Regions from separate parts of the Sus scrofa genome. Here region 2 is linked to region 1. Evidence: chromatin contacts called from public Hi-C data. All regions are on one chromosome and are shown on one strand. Each heading gives the region's core, a stretch centred on a gene start, on an enhancer-like site or on the middle of the called end of the contact. The rest is flanking DNA. Distances are from core to core; before and after follow the strand shown. Region 1 has its middle 58 kb from the start of AOAH. Region 2 overlaps AOAH (acyloxyacyl hydrolase).

Region 1 (3,311 bases), core at 502-3,001:
GAACTGCATACACTCTTGGTACTTCCATGTGTTTGCAGGCTAAGATCTGCCACTGCCTGTGTGCCCTGGAGTTGCTTGGCACTGGAGGCTCCTCTCTGCTGAGATTCAATTTACCAGTTTAAACAAGAAAACATTTATATAAATGCAAGTGGATCACTGAGCCATAACTTTTGCTTAAAGGCTATCCAATGCTCCAGTTAGGACACGTGTCAAAAGAGTATCAACACTCCTGTGTACTGTGAGTTTCATTACTAACTTAGCTATTGAAGCTTTTCTTGTAAAATGTTTGCTTCTTCATCTTTCTCTCATGTCTGGGCTTCCCAGGGCTATTTCACAGCTCTTTGTCTTTTACAGCGAGATGAACATTTACTGTGGAATAGAGGGCTTCATTATCTCCCGTACACATTTGTATTCCCCGCTGAGCTCCAAAGTCATCTTATGGGTCTTAATTTTTTTTTTCTTCTGGAACACTACCTGAAGCTAGATGGTTCATTTCTCTGGAAATTTTTCCTCTCTTTTCCTCTGTTGCCTTTACAACAACCTTTAATGCAGGAGTGAGCAATGTCTATCTCCAACTGCTCTTAATTTGTGTTCTCCCTTCATCTAAGTAATTGATATAATCTGTCAATACAAAAGCCAGATCTGTCTGCCTGCCTGTCTGTCTGTCTGTCTGTCTGTCTGTCTATCTATCTATCTATCTATCTATCTATCTATCTATCTATCTATCTATCTTTCATTAGAGGCTATTGACATAGAGAAGCAAGAGGTGGGCTAACTAGAAGTAGAACATTTTATGTCATTTTTTGGGGGGAATATATTTAGCTTTCCGCTGTTGGCTATGAGTTGAAAGAAAGGGCAAAAATCTAGGGAAGCTGGTGGCCTTGGCTACATGCTGACAGTTCTGGGCCAATTACTGACCAGGTGATGGTTTGGCTTCCCAGCCTGGTTGCTACAGAGGTCGAGGGCCAGAGTTCTACTGTCATACATGGCTTGACCGTTGTTCGTTTGCATGCTGTCTCGCATCCCTAAATAATAGTTGAGGAAAGTAGGGACAGAGTAAGTGACCTGGTCAAGGCACTGGAGCCAGTGAAGGCAGAGTTGGGATTTGAATCAGGTGGGTCTGTGGTTCAACCGGAGCTCAGGTCACCAGGCTCTAACCCAGCTCTGCTTGTCACCTGGGGCATCTCCCAGCTCCTCCCTTGCTCATGTGTGATCCAGAGTTGCTTCACTCTCTTTGCCTCTCTTCATCTAAGTGAAAATAAATGAATAAATAAATAAATAAATAAATAAAAGCCAACTCCCTGGCTGGGTTTTTATGAGGCTCCAAGGAAATAACAGCTGCAAAGTGCCTGGCATGTGGTAGACACTGTGAATATGTATCTTCCTTTTGAGAGACCAAGAATGAACTTTGTAAAAATAGGTTGGTTTGCAAGTAAGGCAGATAATTCCTTGCATTCCCAAATCTTTTTGTTTGTTTGTTTGTTTTTGACAAGGACATTTGGGAAATTTATTTGAAACATATTTCAGACAGCTTTTCTAGGAAAAGAATAAGGTTTATGGCTATATACGCCCACTACTACTTTTAATAAAATGTCTGAGCACCTAGCCATCATTTCTTCAAATCCTTCTCTTGAAATCATCACAGCTTGAAGACATTTCTGCTATTTTTCTTACTCTGGCAGCCCCCACAAGAGCATCTGCTTTCTATTTACAGAGCCAAACCTGCAGACCACGAGCCAGTCTGATTAATTAGAAATTACTGTAGGGGGATGCCTTCCCCAAACACAACAGTGACTCTTTTTTATCCTCTCAATAGTAACTAGCTTGTATCCCCCAAATTAAAGCATTTGACCTTCAGAGTTGGCTTATTTCAGATCCAATCAAAGACCAGTAATTGGCCTGGCCACATTCTGCTTACTGGAGAGGCTGCCTGAACTACTTTGGGGAATGGAATGGCTCAAACCAAACTTCTGAGAGTCTTGGAGAATTAAAATGTAAGAACCTTGATATTTTCAAGGAAATAGCGCTGAGCTCCTAGGGACAGAATGCGCAGGGGAATAGAATAAAGTTTAGACCAGACATAAGGGCTTATTTAGAGCAGAGTCTGCTTCTGGCTCTGCACACTCTGTGTGTAACCTGAGTGGATGGCAACCGTCTAGAGAGCAGCACTCACTCTCCTGGGATGCGATGAGATTTAAATGGAATGACAGGACAGAGTGCCATGATAAACTCCACCCACCGCAAGAATGGCGTGCTATTTCCAACTGCCATCATACCAAATGGCACCAAGATCCCACAGGGTAATTCGCCAGTGCAGACCACAGCCAGAGGATGGATTTTGGCTAAACTTATTGTCAGAAAACCCTTTGATTTTGTAGAAAAAGTGAGAATCCAGTGCTTTAAGCTTGGCCTATAAGCTGGGTCTAGGAATAGAGAGCAGCCAGGTCAGGGGACTCTGAGAGAATATCTGGGAGAAGATGAAACTGACTTTATTCCTGATGTGCTCTAATGTGTTGGGAGGGGACTTAGAGAAGGGACAGATAGTCTGGGTAAATAAAAAGACAACAAAATTAAAAATCAATCCTGTTGTTCATTTCATAGAAAACCAATAGTTGTGCATATTCTATGTGGCTCATTGAGAACAGTTTACATGGTTATAATGTCAATGTTAAATACTGAATTATTAAGAATTTTGATTAAAGTATAACGGATTTGAGGAGAAGTGTGTGCATCTGTATGAGAGAGATGGGAGGAGTGAGGGAGAGTGAGAGGAGGGTGGTGGAAGGAAGAGTAAAAAAGAAGTAAATCCTTATTTCCCTAGTAGGAAATCAATTTATGCTGCCTAACACTGAAAAATCACAAATAGTGTTAGAAAGAGGATATAATATTGATACACAGGTAAAAAACCAAGAGCAACAGTTTAAAAAGTCACAAAAGGTGGACTCCTGGAAATAAAAGTTTGAGATTGTGACTAATGAACAAGAGATGGTTTTGGTTTGGTGTGGTTTTGGTAATGATTCTGGTAGAACTATTTAACTCTACATGTGTACATGTCTAGCTTTGATTAAAAGACTAAATTATAAAAATGATGGTCTTTGATCTGGAGGTCAATGACAATATCCTTCTTTTTTTTGTCAATTTATTGTTCTGACTGGACTTCACGATTAAGGGAGAAAAATTCTTTCTGCTTGTGATCACGCAAGTGTATGGTGTGTGTGTGTACACATGTGCATACGTGTGTTCACGGACATGCTAATGTGCTTGTTTACTTACACATGTGAAACGAAGGGAGATGTGTTTATACATATTTA
Region 2 (3,311 bases), core at 446-2,945, 140 kb before region 1:
AAAACTTCCCACCAGCGTGGACACCTCCATTGTATTTTGAAGGCACTAAACCAAACAGGATGGGAGCAGGGAGAGGCCTGGAGCAGGAAAGGCGTTCTTACTAGAGGGGATTTTATGGTAGGATTACACAATAGAAGACCTGAAGGTCTTGTCTCTACCACCTGCTGACTGTTCTAGTGGGTCTGGCAGTAAATGACCTGGAACTTACTAACTCATCTGAAAATGGGGCTCAGAGTCAAGGGACAGACAATGAAATGGCTCTGAGCCTGGCCTTTGGAACTAGGCTACTGGGTTCAAAAGTCAGTTTATCCATGACTAGCTGTGACCTTGGGCAAATGACTTTCCGTCTTTAAAAAGGGGACAAGTAATGGTGTCTGCCTAACATGGTTGCATTTATAAGAGCTCCCAGGGCAGAGGCAGTACCAGATAACTTTTCTTATTATCACTCAGCCACAGGTTGAAGAATAAATGAGGCTGAGTTTAAATGTGCAATAAACTGCAACCTGGTACAAATTACACTAGAAGCACAGTGCGTTTCAGAAAGAAGAAAAACATACTGCTCTTGCTTTTTCATAACAGAAGAATTTCCCTTTTAAATTTTGCCAGGAAAATCCCTGGCCACAGCTGCTCTTGAATTCAGTTTACCAAAGGTGGCTCAAGTGAAGAGTTGCCGTTTGGGGTTGTGCTGGCCCAGGCTGGACACAGAAAATGCGACAGTGCTTTCAGCAAGGCAGGGACAGGGGTCTCAATTCAGTGAGAACCGGGCATGATGAAATAATCAGGGGCCTGGGGACCTGGGCGCATCTCAGCCCCGCCAGCATCTTCTTTCACATCTATTTCCCCTCCATCCTCATGTCCTGAGGCGCTCTGCCTCCACATCTATTCATGAAAAGGGGTGTTGATGACTGCTTCTGGGATCCAGGCCAGAACTTTACACAGCTGCCTCGTAGGAACTCATGTGGGCAGATGAAGCAGGAGAAGTTTTTAAACTCTTGGATCCCTCAGAAGCTCTGAATGTGGGTCAGAAGCATAGCCTTCTCCTCTCCTGAGATACTTTCAAAGCAGACAGGGAGTGTTCAGTGGACTCGGCTTCCATGAAGCTCGTGAGATGAAGGATAACGGGACGTAGGAGAAGTGCCTCTGCTGTGGATTGAACTGTGTTTATCAAAAAGATAGGCTGAAGGTCTGACCCCTGGTCCCTGTGAATGTGAACTTACTTGGAAAAGAGGGTCTTTGCCCAGGTTACCAAGTGAAGATGAGGTCATTAGAGTGGGCCCTAATCCTTTATGACAGGTGACCTTGTAAAAGGAAAAGAGAGACACACAGGAAAGATGACCAAATAGGAAGAGGGAGGCAGAGGCTAGAGTAATGCAGGTGCAAGCCCAGGATGCCAAGGATGGACAGCCACCACTGGAAGAGGCGAGGAGGAATCTGACCCAGAGTCTCAGAGGGAATCTCAAAAGGAGCAGAGTCTCAGCGGGACCCTGCCAACACCTTGCTTCTAGACTTCCAGCCTCTGGAACTGGAAGAGAATACATTTCTGCTGCTCTAAGCCACCCGCTTGGTGGTGTTTTATTACAGCAGTCCTAGGAAACTAATACAGCCTCTCAGTCCAAATGGGCAGTCTGACTCTCACCCCTGAGAGCTCTCCCTTCTAACCCCTCTCGGTGAGAGCCAGGCTGAACTGGAATGGGCTCAAGTGACAGCAGCTGCCTGAGGGAGAGTCAGAATTAAAGCAACAGGGGCCAGGGCAGATGGTGTGCTCTCAGTGACTGTCTCACAGAGAAGGTACATTATTTGAAGTCATTAAAGCATCATCTGTACATGGAGCATCTAGGGTTTGACTCCTGAACGAGGACATGAGCTCTGAGGAGGACACAGCCAACCAGGAAGCTGGGAACATGCTGCACTCTCCTGCCAGGTCTCAGGCCAGGGAGTCTGCATTTTAAAAACTGCCCTGTCTTTGCAGCGCCAGGACATAGGTTCTATTCCCCTCAGCTGGGCATAGTGGGTTAAAGGATCTGGTGTTGCCGCAGCAGCAACATAGGTCACAACTGCGACTCGGATCTGATCCCTGGCCTGGGGAACTCCATACACCTCATGGTTGCCAGAAGAGAAAAAAAAAACAAAAAAAAACAAAACTCCCCAAATGAGTCTATAGCTTGAGTTTAGATATGGGGCAACTGAGGCTCAGAAACATTAAGTGGCTCAAGTCCTCAAACTGGCTCAAGAGGCAGCATTGAACAGGAGTCATGGAAGTGGATGTTTCTAAAGAACAAATGGGTCCCAACATATCTGGGGGTGTATCTTGGGTCCTTGTGGCTGGGAGAAGGTACTTTTGTAAGACTCAGTTTCCTTCTCTGCAAAATGGTAATAATAATAATCCCTACTTCATGGAGTGAGAACTCAGTGCACTTCAAGTTCAGCATCTGGCCCCTAGAACAGAGGCATACGCTGCTTGGCAGCAGCTGCCGCCCTCGTCACATGGGAAGCAGGCTGGTGGAAGGTGGACCTGTGCTATTTTACCTCTTTGTCCAACGTGACTCTCAGGACACTGTTCTGTCTTTTAATGTTTCGGACAGTGACTACTATGCCACTTAGCTAAACTCAGACTCAGTGGAGCTGGAGCATGAGATTTTAAGCTGAGACAGGAGGGCCTGAGAACTCTGGACAGCGTCTCTGCAATTTAAAACCCTGCTCATACATATCAGAGCTACATATTTTAGGTAATAGGTGGGGACCTGTGAAAAAATGGTCCCTTTCAAGCCTTGTGAGTGCCTTGCTCTAAAGATGCTCAAAGAGTCCTTGCCATGGCAAATGGCTGACCTTGGCTGTATCTTACACAGCAAGGAGAGGCTGTCCCCAAGTGCAGTGGGAGCCTGCACTGAACCACTCACAGGTCTCACTGGCAGGCAAGTTGTGTTCCAGCCCAGGATGTGAGTCAGTTGGACTTGGAGGTTCAAAGATGCTAGTATTCAGTATGTTTCCAAAATGGGTTGTTCTGAGCTAATTTATCTACTCGTTTCTGTACAAGTCATGAGCAAGAAACACTTCCACCTTCAGTAAGATGCCTTTTAACTTTGAAGATCATTTTAGTCCTAAGAAAACACAGACAGCCAAAGATGCTCTCGCCTGCCAGTGCTCAGGAAGGGAGACGTGGTATACGTACAATTTAATCTTCTGACAGATCTTCGCCAAAAATGGGAGGGAACAAATATCAGAATCACTTCTGGAATAGGTCTGGAGAGAAAAAAACAAAAGCAAAGAGAGTTGTTTAGTTCAAGGGATGGCTCTCCAACTTCTAAAGGCCC

What was found. Hi-C and Micro-C count contacts between places; a contact is called where the count stands out from the background.
Region 2: a contact with region 1 is called in a Hi-C map of fetal skeletal muscle, with 1.9 times the contacts expected there. The contact joins two enhancer-like sites. A contact is called at or near these places in 2 of 47 Hi-C or Micro-C datasets (fetal skeletal muscle and skeletal muscle) and 1 of 2 datasets of contacts at active chromatin or transcription factors (skeletal muscle).

Annotation. Positions count from the first base shown.
Region 1 is chr18:37,357,676-37,360,986 of Sscrofa11.1, reverse strand. No RefSeq gene overlaps it. Among named protein-coding and RNA genes, the nearest start is that of AOAH, 58 kb to the left of the region's middle. Within about 2 kb of position 1,751, at least 2 of the 83 cell types and tissues checked have an H3K27ac peak or open chromatin away from gene starts, as enhancers often do. A contact at or near this core is called in fetal skeletal muscle, where this site is marked.
Region 2 is chr18:37,492,890-37,496,200 of Sscrofa11.1, reverse strand. It overlaps AOAH (acyloxyacyl hydrolase), which reads right to left. Exons shown (of 22, transcript XM_021079244.1): 7 at 3,170-3,240. Among named protein-coding and RNA genes, the nearest start is that of AOAH, 78 kb to the right of the region's middle. Within about 2 kb of position 1,695, at least 8 of the 83 cell types and tissues checked have an H3K27ac peak or open chromatin away from gene starts, as enhancers often do. A contact at or near this core is called in fetal skeletal muscle, where this site is marked.